Regions from separate parts of the Mus musculus genome. Here all the other regions are linked to region 2. The links are chromatin contacts, called in public HiChIP or PLAC-seq and promoter capture Hi-C maps. All regions are on one chromosome and are shown on one strand. Each heading gives the region's core, a stretch centred on a gene start, on an enhancer-like site or on the middle of the called end of the contact. The rest is flanking DNA. Distances are from core to core; before and after follow the strand shown.

The links. Promoter capture Hi-C pulls out the DNA fragments that hold promoters and counts their contacts. HiChIP or PLAC-seq counts read pairs in DNA pulled down with a chosen protein or histone mark.
Region 1: an H3K4me3 HiChIP or PLAC-seq map of bone marrow-derived macrophages shows a contact between it and region 2, with 3 times the contacts expected there. The contact joins the enhancer-like site here to the promoter of Enox2 in region 2. A contact is called at or near these places in 6 of 39 promoter capture datasets (3T3-L1-derived adipocytes, the C10 cell line, cranial neural crest and 2 more), 1 of 15 datasets of contacts at CTCF or cohesin (pro-B cells), 5 of 484 Hi-C or Micro-C datasets (the C10 cell line, the HPC-7 cell line, bone marrow-derived macrophages and 2 more), 6 of 115 datasets of contacts at active chromatin or transcription factors (astrocytes, bone marrow-derived macrophages, kidney and 2 more) and 3 of 9 other capture datasets (adipose tissue, liver and macrophages).
Region 3: a contact with region 2 is called in a promoter capture Hi-C map of the HPC-7 cell line, with 4 times the contacts expected there. The contact joins the enhancer-like site here to the promoter of Enox2 in region 2. A contact is called at or near these places in 11 of 39 promoter capture datasets (the 3T3-L1 cell line, 3T3-L1-derived adipocytes, the C10 cell line and 6 more), 1 of 484 Hi-C or Micro-C datasets (myocytes), 3 of 115 datasets of contacts at active chromatin or transcription factors (the 230-238 cell line, heart atrium and large pre-B cells) and 4 of 9 other capture datasets (adipose tissue, liver, macrophages and 1 more).

The regions. Positions count from the first base shown.
Region 1 is chrX:49,113,499-49,117,977 of GRCm38.p6, forward strand. All of the region lies in intron 3 of Enox2 (ecto-NOX disulfide-thiol exchanger 2), which reads right to left. Among named protein-coding and RNA genes, the nearest start is that of Gm39513, 170 kb to the right of the region's middle. Within about 2 kb of position 2,908, at least 5 of the 459 cell types and tissues checked have an H3K27ac peak or open chromatin away from gene starts, as enhancers often do. A contact at or near this core is called in bone marrow-derived macrophages, where this site is marked.
Region 2 is chrX:49,286,875-49,291,055 of GRCm38.p6, forward strand. It overlaps Enox2 (ecto-NOX disulfide-thiol exchanger 2), which reads right to left and starts at 1,368. Exons shown (of 16, transcript NM_001271447.1): 1 at 1,227-1,368; 2 at 1-30. Gm39513 (a long non-coding RNA gene) reads left to right here and starts at 42. Exons shown (of 2, transcript XR_882305.2): 1 at 42-1,416.
Region 3 is chrX:49,074,198-49,078,573 of GRCm38.p6, forward strand. All of the region lies in intron 4 of Enox2 (ecto-NOX disulfide-thiol exchanger 2), which reads right to left. Among named protein-coding and RNA genes, the nearest start is that of Gm35107, 190 kb to the left of the region's middle. Within about 2 kb of position 1,429, at least 15 of the 459 cell types and tissues checked have an H3K27ac peak or open chromatin away from gene starts, as enhancers often do. A contact at or near this core is called in the 230-238 cell line and the HPC-7 cell line, where this site is marked.

The sequences.
Region 1 (4,479 bases), core at 1,658-4,157, 170 kb before region 2:
TTAGTGTCATGGGAAGGAGAGAAATCAGTAAGAGAAGTGTTCATGGAATAATGGAATTAGATTCAGCACTGAAGGCATGGGTGAACTTAATTGTCAGAGGAAGAAGAGAGATTCAGTAGAAAAGGTGAGCAGAGAGTTCTCAGAGAGAACTGTGAAAGGAAACCCAGATAAAACCTCAGCATCTCTGAGGAAACTGATGTGAATGTGGGAAAGTAGGTGTGGCCAGGCCATGATTGACATAAGTGCTCAGGAGGAAGGCTTTCTTTTGATACTGAAGGTGTGCATACCAATGGTGAAGAGCTTAGGCTATGAAATCAGACTGATATGGGATTGAGTACTAGGAATGCTACTAACTCTCCGGATGAATGGGTCCTTGGGAGATTAGTTTCTGTCTTAGGGTTTTACTGCTGTGAAGAGACATCGTGACCAAGCATATACAAACCGTCACCATGACCAAGGCAACTCTTATAATGGACCACATTTAATTGGGGCTGGCTTACATGTTCAGAAGTTCAGTACTTTATCCTCATGGGGGAAGTATGGCATTGTCCAGGCAGACATGGGGCTGGAGAAGTAGCCAGAGTTCTACATCTTGATCCAAAGGCAGTCAGGAGAAGACTGTCTTCCAGGCAGCTAGGATGAGGGTCTCATCTCAAGGTACATCCCAAGAGGCACATTTACTCAAACAAGGCCATACCTCCTAATAGTGTCACTCTCTGGGACAAGCATATTCAAACACAGGAGTCTATAGGGGCCAAATGTATTCAAAACACTATAGTTTCCTTCCCTGTAAAATGGGACTGTAATGTGGAGCCTATGATATGATCTCAGTAAAGACTGAGCAAAGTACTAATACATGGTAAGTAGTCATTAGATGTGAAATATAATAAGGTAATTTATGAGATGATACTTTGTGTTTTTATACCTTTAAGCCTTTTTAGATGGATAAAGTAAAAAACAAAATAAAAAAGGCCCAACCATTCCTTTTATTCACATTCTGATTAAAGACAACCCCACAATAATCACAGTAGCTGGGACAGAGTTGCTGAAAGTGTTGACAAGGAAAGTTCAGGTCAGATTCTGCAGAGCCTTCGTGGTTGCTCTGAGGACTGCCCCACAGGGAATCAATACGCCTTCCAACTACAGAGAGAGAACCGCAGGGATCTGCTGAAGGGAACTTAACAAAGTGCTAGCAAAAGTGGCCCAAGCCTGAAAACTGTTCATCCTTCTCGGCCTCCACTGGGCACTCAGCTTTGCAAAGGAGTATTTCTTAAAGGCATGCCATGCTTGGTACACCAGCCTTCCGCCATATACTTTCTAATGGATGAGAAGTTCCAATGAACATTTTGTCCTCAAGACCCGGGAAACATCACTTACCCCTAAGATGTCAGAAACATTCAAGCAGAGAGTCACATATCCTAAGGAGTGTGTGAGAAATTCCAAGGAAGTAAATCCCTGACATGAAGGAAACTGAAGGAAATAATATGTCCCAACAATGATAGGCAACAGAATTCCAGGAAAGAGCAACTGTTACCTGAGCCTGGAAGGTCATGAATGTGGAACACATTTTAAAAATAGGAGTCCAGGGACAGTGTTGTAATTACCAACCAATGAGCCTCCCTCTGGTACTAGATAAACAGATGCATACACTAATTAGAAGGGGTATGAGACAATGAACAATATAACATTCAAATGGCAGGAACTCAAGAGAGACAAACTGTGAATAAGAAAATTATCTTGTTCCAAGTCCTATAGTTCTAACCATCTATAAAGTCTAGAATATATCATCTAATGGAGTTGTTGGCCAAAAGAGTCCCATGAGAACCCCCAAACAAGCCAGGGTGTTGCTAAGATTATATTTCTCTCCACAAACTGACACCAGGGCCACAGGGCTGAGGACAACACCTACACAACTCATTGAGCATGGAGAAGTCAGGCTGGTGCCTACACAGAGCCCTTACTTATATGTGCTAGCATTTTGGGTATTCCACATGCTACCAAAGGAGAAACATCAACACTATTTCAGCCACAAGGCAGGAGGCAGGCAATCACCCTATAAGATAAGGTAGTACAATGGTGGCACAAAGTTTGTGTGGAAAAGAATGGCCCCTATAGGCTCATGTATTTGAATGCTTGGTCATTAGGGAGTAGGGGATTAGCAGATGTAGGCCTGTAGAAATAGGCATGTCATTCTTTGAGGAAGTGTGTCACAGGGAGTGGAGATTGGGAAGGCTTTGAGGTTTCTAGGCCCCCCCCCCGGCTCAGTTTCTCCCCTCTCCCCTCTTTCTTTCTCCCCTCGCTCCTACAAATCCAGATGTAGAATTCTCAGCTCCTTCTCCAGTATCATGTCTGCCTGCCTGTCATCATGCTTCTTGCCATAACAATAGGCTAAACCTCTGAATCTGTAAGCCAATCCCAATTAAATGTTTTCCTTTGTAAAAGCTGCCGTGGTCAACTGTCTGTCTGTCTCTCTCTCTCTCTCTCTTGTTTGTTTGTTTTGTTTTTCAAGACAGGGTTTCTCTGTGTAGCCCTGGTTGTCCTGAAACTCACTCAGTAGACCAGGCTGTCCTCGAACTCAGAAATCCACCTGCCTCTGCCTCCCAAGTGCTGGGATTAAAGGCGTGTGCCACCACTGCCTGGTGACTGTATCTCTTTAGATGTAACAGAACATTGACTAAGACACCTGATTCAACTTAAGGCCCACTTCACTCATATCCAACACTGCTCAGGTGACCAAGAACCTGAGACTAGATAGCCCAGGGATGTAGGGCTAAACCAAATACTACTTACTGTTCTAGAAAACAAACAAACAGAAAATAACCTCCCCAATAAAGAATAAAGTGACTCCTAATTACATTCTGCTATACTCATAGATCAGTGCCTTGTTCACTCATCAGTAGAGAAGCTTCCTCCTACAGCAGATGGGAATGAATGCCAAGACTTACTGCTAGCTAGATATTATACAGAGAATGGGAGATCTTGAAACACTCAATCCTAAATCAGATATTGGATAAAGTGTAAGAGTCAGAAGGGATTTTGGACACCAAAGAAAAAAAATCAAGGCTATTTAAATCAACAAGAGTGACACACATATGAACTCATAGAGACCGAGGCAGCATGCACAGGACCTTTACTGGTCTGCACCACTTGGGAACCTAGAACTGAAAGGGGAAGTGGATACTTCCCCTCCCTAATGTCCCTAACCCAGAAACAACATCCAATTGATAACCACTTCCAAATAAAAAACTTCGTTTCCTCCAAGGTCAGCTGCATGCTCAGCAGTAGATGCCAACAGAAAACGAACTCAAGGGCAGCTTTGAAGAATTCTTGTCTCATAATATTGTGCCAGAGCACTTTCTCATTTTTTTAAAATTATCTTATTTATGTTTTCTTCTTCTTTCTTTTTACCCTGTAGATACTTTGTGTATATATTATGGCATTCAGTTTAGTGTTTTTATGGGATTCCTGAGTGTGGGAACCAGTAGGTTTTTGTTTCTCTTGCCTTTTCCTATGTTGTCTTTCCTTCTGTCTGCTTGATCCAATTCCAATGTGTTACTTGTTTTATCTTATTCATCTTTTTTTACTTTGTTTTATTGTATAATCATTAGCAATGGTTTAAGTTTTTCTTTATCCCTTAGAACTCTGAGTTTTCTTTTTATTGAAAGTATATTCTTCTCTCATACAATACATCTTCAGCACATTTTCTTCATCCTCCACTCCTCACAGCTCCCCCTCACCTCTCTCCTCCCCCAGATCTAGTCCTCCTTTATTTCTTCTTCAGGCTTCCAAGAGATGAGAGCCAACTAGGACAAAACAAGAGTCAGTAGAACAAGATGAAAGCTCCTATATTGAGGATAGGCAAGGCAATCAATTCAAGGAGGAAAAGAGAAGCCTGTTTTCTAATGAGAGACAGAAAGCGGGTGGATCTGGATAGGAGGGGAATGGGGAGGAGCAGAGGAGACAAAACCATAATCAGGATATACTATGTGAGAAAAATATCTATATTCAATAAAAGAAAAATCTAGAGTAATTAATTTTTTATCTAAACAGCCATTATTATGTATAACTGTCCTTTGCCCAGGGTTTTTATTTTGAATTAAAGGAAGGCTGGAAAATCATTGGTTATAACCACATTTAACAACTTTCTTGGGTCTCTCCCTCTTTCCTTTTCAAATGGATGGGAAATTTGGGTTCCAAAACTGCTGAACTTCTTGGCTGTCACTACTTCAAGAATGGCTTATTACAGAGATGATATACAAACACTTAGGAAAGTAAGTGCTGACCAGTTAAGTCCACGTAAGAGCATGTCTCTTAAGTAAAGATGGTCTCCTTTAATTGTTATTCTTGGACATAACACTAGATTAGCAGCTTTGCAGTAAAGCTTTCACAGTTCCCTTATTTTAAAACCATACAACTTCATTACTCAGATTCTTCATTAAGAACTGTGTTCAAACACTGAACGTATGAACTGACAACTTT
Region 2 (4,181 bases), core at 118-2,617:
CTCCAAGAATTGATCTCAAATCAGGTTCCCCTAGGATGAAAAGGAAAATCACCCAGTCTTAATTTTTTTGTCTTTAATTTTATTCAATACAGAATAAATTCAAACTTTGCATATTCTTCTACCTGTCATGTCACTATGATCTCCCAATATTATCCTAGTATTATCTCCCAATATATCCCTGCTGATACCTCTTCTAGAACCATGTGTGCCTCTGTCATACACTCCTTCCTTTTCCATCCCCCACTTCTTATTCGCCAAGTCCTGCATCATCAAGAAGCATTTTCTTCCTCTTATGCTCCTTTTGAATCTCTTTTAAACCACTGGAGCCCAAATGAAAGGCAACCTCTTCCACAAAGCATACTAGGATTGTTCTAAGGAAAGAGTAAGTTTCAAGACGTCAGGAAGCTCTGAGTTAGGCTAGAACTTTTACAAAGCAGCCTCTCAATTCTATCTATTGGTGTTAATCAGATTTTGCTGGAAGCCCTTAATATGCTCCAGGTTTTTAAATGGTCCAATTTGCCCTCTACCCTCACTAGAACACTGTACTGAACCTTAATTGTGTATTTCTCAAAAGTAAGATTCTTTTTTTTTCTGCTTCCTATCCCTTCTGGAAATTGAAGGACACCTTTTCCACTCCAATGACTAGTTGAAAAAGGCCAGTAAAAAGAGATGAGCCAAGAGAAAGAGATTGAGAGAGAGAAAGAGAGAGAGAGAACACCTCATTATCAGGAAGCAGAAATGGAAATTGACAGAAAATCAAGCCCTGGGTTTAGCAAGGAATTTCCACTCGCCTAGAGGAAACGGGGGTGCAGGGTGGGGTCGAGTGGGGTTTGTGTGTGTACTTGCAGTGGTAGGTGCTCAGAGCTGAGCAACAAATTAAAGGCGGGAACAGAGCACCCAACTCCTGCCTGAAGGGGAATCCAGATGCCACTTTTTGGAGGCTCTCTCATCCTAAGAAGGAGCCTGCGCTGGGTGGTGGGGAGAGGGGCGGGTGGAGGTAGGAAATAAGAGAAGAGTTGGGAGGAGGGGGGACGTGCTTGTGCTTTGGATGCTAAGGCAACTGGTGCCTGCCCCCCAACTCCAGTCAAGGCACCCACCACCCATGAAGAAGCGGGCTGGGCGGAGTTAGGCGCCAAAGATTGCGGCCCCGGAAGCACCCTCCTCCCTAGACCCCCTCGGTCCCACAGTCCCCGGCCACTGCCACTCGGGCTTTCTGCCTCGCTGACCTCCAGCTCCCCGGCTACCGAAGCGCTACTCCTTAAACAGCCGCGGAAAATCGGACCCGCTCGGAAGTTCCTGGACCCGGAGTGCCCTCAGGGTGGGGTGTGCCCCACAACTGTCTTCCCAACCGTGCACCTTCTACTAGATGGCCTAGGCCAGGCAATGGGGCCCAATAGCTGGACTCTAACCTACCAGGTGACTATTGAAGCCTCTCCCATTGGCTAGGGCATCAGAGAACCGCGAGGCCCGAGCATGTGTCTTCATGGGAAATGTAGTTTGAGGTCACAGGAAACTGTTATTCCTCAGAAGTATCCAATATTTGCTTAGGTATCAAGGGATGCTAGAGGATTCTGGGAGATGAAGTCAAAATGCTTTCTTCTAGATACCCACAATTCCTCTCACACCAAGCTTCCTGAAAACCCTGAGTTGAAATACAGGACAGTGTTATGGGTATTGTAGTTTAGTGTGCAAGGACCCTCAAGCTTAGGTATAGAGAGCTTGTAGAGACAGATAAATGTTCGAGATTCTTTTGAATACTAGAAAAGTATTTATGTTTTGAGAAAGAATGTTTGCATTGCATTATAATTTGACATTTTCATTTGAAGTCTGAGTATGGTTGATTTTTTTGTTTAAGGAAGAATGCTGCTATCTAGCCTAGAACTGGCTTTGAATTAAGAATCCTACTGCCTAAGCCTCTTCAAATGCATAATTAAACACATGTGCTATGAACATATACATTTCCGTTTTGTTAAGATTAAATTTTTAATTAAAAATATACCTTGTAAAAGTTTGCCTTTTGTTAGAGTCATTAGAAAACTAGGTACTTCTAATTGGGAATTATATTTTCCTTTAGGACTTGTCATAATTAAATATGTAAATGTGATGTGGAGATACCAAAAGAAATCTACTAAATAGATAGGCAGTTAAGCTGTATTCTTGTATTGAAGATTGATGGCTTTGCCATATACTAGTATAATGCTATAGCTCATAACAGATGCACAATACAACTAGAAAAATATCTTACATATCTTCAAGAAAACATCTTTTAAGTAAAACTATGTAACAAGAGACCAGTAAATAAATGGGTGGATAAACACCAGTAGACCCAACTTCATAAAAGACACATTAGATCTAAAAACACATACTAATGCAAACACATTTAAAGTAGGTGACCTTAAAACCCCACTCCCACCAAAAAGCAGGACGAAAACTAAACAGAGAATTTCTAGAGTTTACACAACATCAAAAATCAAATAGACTGAACAGACATCTACAGAAATTACACTCAGACACTAAAGAGTACATATTCTTCTCATCAGCCCATGGAAACTTCTACAAAATTAACATGTTAGGACACAAATCAAGACTGAACAAACAAAGAAAAGAAAATTTGAAATAATATCCTACATTTTATTGAATCACAGTAGAATAAGGGTAGATATTAACAGCAATAGAAACTATAAGAAATACACAAACTCAAAAAAGCAAAACACACTACTGGATGATAATTTGGTCAAAAAACTCAAGGAGACAAATTTTTAATTCTTAGAATTGATGGAAAAGGAAAACAACACATCAAAACAAATAGCACATGATAAAGGCTAGGCTAAGGGGAAGTTTTATAGCACTAAGTGCCTACATTAAAAGCAAAAGAAAACAGAGAGCCAGGTGTGGTGGTCCACATCTTTCTCAGTACTAAGGATGTAGAAGCAGGCAAGCCTCTATGAATTCAAAGTTTGACTGCTTTTCATAATGAGTTCCAAGCCAGCCAAAGATACATAGTGAGACTGTGTTTCAAAGCAAACAAACATTAAGGGATTGTAAATTAATTAAAAGAAAGAGAAAGATGATACAAATTAATAAAATTAGAGATGAAAGGGGAGAAATTACAACAGATAGTGAGGAAATTCAGGGAATCATGAGGACATTACAAATTCGTGTTCCACTAAAAAGAAAAATCTAAAATAAGTGGATAAACTTCTAGATACATATGACTTACCAACCTTAAGCTAAGGTGAAGTAATATAAAGAAACACATAGCAACCAATGAATTATAAGCAGGAATAATAAATCTCCCTGCTAAAAAATTCCCAAGACCAGATAGATTCAGCACAGAATACTACCTGTCCATTAAAGAAGAACTAATATCAATACTCCTTTCATCATCCCATAAAATAGGGAAGGAAAGAACGTTTCCAAATTATTTTTATAAAATCAGTGTTACCCTTATTCTAAAAAGGTGATAAATAAATCCAGACCAATCTCCCTGATGAACATAGATGAAAATACTCAATAAAATATCTAGATAGCTGCCCATCAAAAAGTTATCCAGGAATACTAATCAGGTGTACGCTCAGTGATTCATTAAGTATATCTGATTGGTCCCTTTATATTACTTACTTCGTTTTAGCTCGTTTGGTAAGTCATATGTATCTAGAAGTTTATCCACTCATTTTAGATTTTTCTTTTTAGTGGAATATGAATTTGTAAAATTCAAGAGCACATCAAAGAGTTCATCCACTACCGCCCAGCTGGCCTCATCCTAGAGATACAGAGATGTTTCAACATATGTAAACCAGTAAATGTAACCCATGACCTAAGGAGACTCAAGGGTTGTAACCACATGTTTTCTCACTAGATACAGAAAAGGCTTCTTATAAAATCTAACATCCTTTCATGATAAAATTCTTGGTGTGCCTACCACAGTCAATATCATGCAAAACAGAAAAGACCCAAAGCATTTCCACAAAAATTATGTAACAGACAATGATGTCCATGCTCCCCCTCCCCATTCACATAGTGCTTGAAGTCTTATCTCAAGTAGTAAGAGTAGAGAGGGGGATAAAAGGGATACAGACAAGACAATATACTAATTAGGGGCATATAAAGAAACAAGACCAATGGGTATATGTGTGTGTATATGTGTATGTGTGTGTATACATATATGTGTGTATGTAATA
Region 3 (4,376 bases), core at 179-2,678, 210 kb before region 2:
ACAGCAGCAGGTGACAAGATAGCATCAGCAGATAGTACCTTTTGGTTTTAAAGCTCTCAGACAGGTCTTTCATACTGGGCCCCACAGCTCTTTAGTGACAACTGTTGTAACTCTCTGGTCAACAGACTTTGACAGTGGTATGTACAAAGTTTTGGGTTTAGGATATCCAAGGCCCATATCCCTTAAAGATTTTTAACTCCCTGGCACTCTTCTAGTGAACAGGGCCCTCAGGTTCTCATGTTTGGGGTGTGTGTTTGTGGGGCAGTGGGCTGTGCACAGACAGCCTGGTCTCCATTAGAGCAAAGGTCTGGAACCCCAGTGACCCAATGGGTGGTGACTTCTACCTACATGGGACAGAAGGTAATCGATCAAGTCTCCTGGGCCCCTGGCTCCTGTCCAAGTTACCACCCCAACAGTCTCTGCAGGAGAGGTGTGTGACTGTCAGTCACATAGACAATGTCCCAAGCTCCTGGCATTCTGGCTAGACTCCACCCCCACAGTTACCTGGCTATAGCCATGTATGTTCTTCCCCATAGTTACTTGGCAACAGCAAGATAGCCCACTATAAAAGGGGCTGCTTGGCCCCTCCTCGCTCTCTTTAAACTCTTACTTTTCTTACTCTCTTCTCTAGCCCTCCTTCTCTCTCTCCCTCCCCCCACCACGTGGCCATGGCTGGTCTCTCTCTTTCTACCTTCTCTCTTTCCCCCTGCCTTTCTACAATAAAGCTCTAAACCATAGACTGTCTCTGCTCATCAAGGCCTGCTTGAACGATGGTATAGGCTTTCCCCTAAAAAGCTGCATCTAACCTCCCACTGGAAGGCCTTCCTGCACTCCAGGCCACAGACCAGACCAAGGACTCTTGGTGTAGGAACCACCCAGGCACCTCTCTCCCTGCCCTCTCCTCCATCTGGCCTCCATTTGTTCTCAGCTCTTCTGTGCTGTCCAGCTGTGTCTGGGATACTGAGAGTGAGAACCTGGTACCTAGGACTGCCCCTTGTCCACGCCCCACTGAGTTGGGGTTCTGTGGCTTCCCACAGCCTGACACCCACCCGGGGCCGTGTGGAAAGCAGAGCAGTGTCTGCCTGTCCAGAGCACCGGAACTCTGGCAGGACGCAGGTTTTCTCCTACTTCCTCTTTCCCCCACGCCCACTGCCCAATATCTGCTAACTTTTGAATTTACCAAGAAAAGATGTGTGGGGAAAAAAAAAAACAGAGGGTCTAAGCAATGTGTGATTCATGTAGTTCATAAGGGACAGAACATTTTAAAATAAAAAATTTAAGACATCAATACTGTCAGAATAAAGAATATTTTTTTTCAGTCAAGCAAATTCACTTTCAAAAAAACCCATTATATTTTTCATTTTTATATTTTGCAGCAGACTAGTGAAAATAATATTCACTAGTCATGGGCTACGCACCAGTTCTCTGAGAGCACTCAAGCATTTCATTTATTATGAACCCTGAAATATGAAACTCTCCATAAAACAACCTTTTTGGAAATATAATATTGCAAACATACAATATTATCGTGAAATGTTTCTTCTTGGGCAGGGAAAATGGCTCTGTGAGTGCAGAAGCTTGTTGGACAAGTATGAGGGCCTGAATTTGGGTCTTTCATATCCATGTAAACGCTGCGAATGATCTAGTGGTATATTTTTAACCTCAGTGTAGGGTGGAATGAGGCAGACTGGGAGACCCCAGGGACTCTCAAGGGAGTAAGGAAGAAAACAATAAAGCAGGATACTCAATGTTTTCCTCTGGCCTCTGTACAGCACACAGGCATGTGCATCCCCACATATGTGCACCCTCACTCTCATATACCACAAAGATGTACACGTGCACAGATAACACACACATACATGGTTCCCTTTCCTCAACGACTGGAATGCTGGTGTATTTTCTCCTCAGACTGATGTGGTCAGTTTTTTTCCCTTGAACTTTGGAGACTAGTTACAGTCCTAGGATTTACATATACGACTTCTAATTTACCTTCTTACACTGTCTTCTCTTTCAATTCTTATTATATTTTCCCAGGCGGTTATTCATTTTATTTGTAGTAGAGTCATTTTTCTTATACTCTATTCATTTTTTAATAAGCTACTTCAACATCTTTGTGCAATAAGGTGATCTGGTTGAACTTAGTAGTTCAGCCCTGTCTGAATATCCTCTTCTTTCACGTACTTCCCAATTACTGACACTGTTCCCACTGCTCAGAGTGTTCTTTAGTTCTTGATTCGCAATGTGCTCCTAGTTATCTTTGATGCAAACGTCTCCTCTTCTGTGACCCTTCTCTGACCAACATTGTTTATCTAGCACCCTGGTTAAAAATAACACTTTTGTACAAGTTTTTACTCTGACTCTTTCTACATTGTACTACAGGGGTATTTATTTTATTTTCCCTACCAATGGAGTCTGAGCTCAAGGCAAGGACTGAGTCCTTTGGATCTACACTGTGACTGAGCTCAGAATCTGAGTTAATAAAGGAATGCTGAAATGAAAGAAGAAACTAATAAAATGGAAGGGAAGCTTTTGAACTGTTGTCAATCAAGAAGCAGCATATACGGGAAAACACATTTTAGTAGGGAGAAAATGGGATTCTGTAAAATATTGGAGCCAATTTCAGAGAGAGGATCTTTGTGGTTACCTGCTTTCTCCCTAGGGTTCCTCATAGTACCACGGATACAGCAGGCTTCAGCGAATATTGCTTGTATGAGTGAATGAATAAACATTATCACTCTGATAGTCCGTTATAACAGTTTACAATAAGGAGCCTTTAAAATAAGCTTTTTTTCCCCTTATGATTGGTTGTATATTTGTGCATTTCAGGGAATTAAGACTATGCTATCTTTATTTTGAAGTTTCTGAAGCCCTTGATCTTTGGGAATTTTCTAAATGTTATAAATAGTTTAAAACATTTCTATATGTAAATGCCATCATAGCTTTTATGCACACAAATTGGGATGTTAAATGACTAAGTATAATTTCCATGGAACAGTCCTTGGGAGATATGTCTCTAAGGTGCCACTCCTTTCCTTTTTTTGTCCCCTACGCTCTAGTTACTCTTCATGTCACCAGCTCCCAAGTCATGATATGGTTGTTTCTGGGAAAAGGCATGGTAGAGCACGGATCATACAGCTTACACCTTTTGTTAAAGTTGAATACCTCTTTATATAGGCAAATACTTACACATTTTAAACATTTTCCATGATACTGTATATAACTAAGTCATGTCCAACCCGAACGATGACAACTTGCTTTTCCCTAATCGCCCCACAAGCGACTGTAGCAGTGTGGAAACACATACAGCCTCTTGGAGATTAGTAACACACATCCAGATGTAAACAGATGGTATGTTGGGAGGGATTACTATTACTGGAAGCATTCTGAGTTTGCTTTAGAGAAATATTAATTCCATTTGGTATACTGTTACACACATCACTGGATCTTGATAAAGTGTCCACCATTATGATATACAGTAATCTTTCTCAGGATCTCACCCTATTTGTCCTTGAAAGTATCCTGTACCTGTGGAAGATGTAAACAGTAATACCAACCTAACTTTGTTAGGTCTCTGGCAGAAAAGGGGCTGGTCATGAGATATGTAAACACTCCTCTGTTTCTGTCATAGTTAGCCTGCCAAGTTCAAGAACTGCCATCTCTAGAATGACAATACCCATGGTGGTGAGAGATTCTTCTACTTTCATAGCTCACAGTTCATTATGAAGCTGCTAAGGGCATTTGTCTTAGGATGAAAATACCAGACAAAGGCAAATAATATTCAGTGAATAATTCTCAGTTGGTTCATTCTTCATTTTATCTGGGATGACTGGACCAGACCACTGTTCTTTAACCAGAAGTTACGGCATTTATGCTTGCCCCTTTCATATGACAATGAGCCGACTTTTAGGAATTCTTTGGCAAAACACTCTTGCAGAGAATTTGTTTAAGAGGAGATCCTGTCCTGCCATCACTGTTAATGTTATTGAATAGGAGTTGCACAAAACATCATGGTAGATGAAAGCAGCTCCACTCCAAACCTACAATGGATTCCCACTTGAAGCTTCTAATTATGCTAGTTATTATTTTCAATGACAAGTGTATGTTCAACAATACCATTCATGACAGTGGAGATCTGAACTCCCAGGGGAATACCAAAAGACATTATGTATCATTTGTTTGTCATCTATGACAAAGTATATTCTATTGCCATAGGCAGGCCACATCAGGCAGGCCAAAGAACAGTCTACTGGTTCAGCAGAAAACTGCCCGAAAGGCAAAAAAAAAAAAAAAAAAAAAAAAAAAAAAAAAAAAAAGGCTACATTGCTAAGCCATCAATAAAGGTACTTTGGAGAATAGCTGCAGGAGGGTCATTTTTA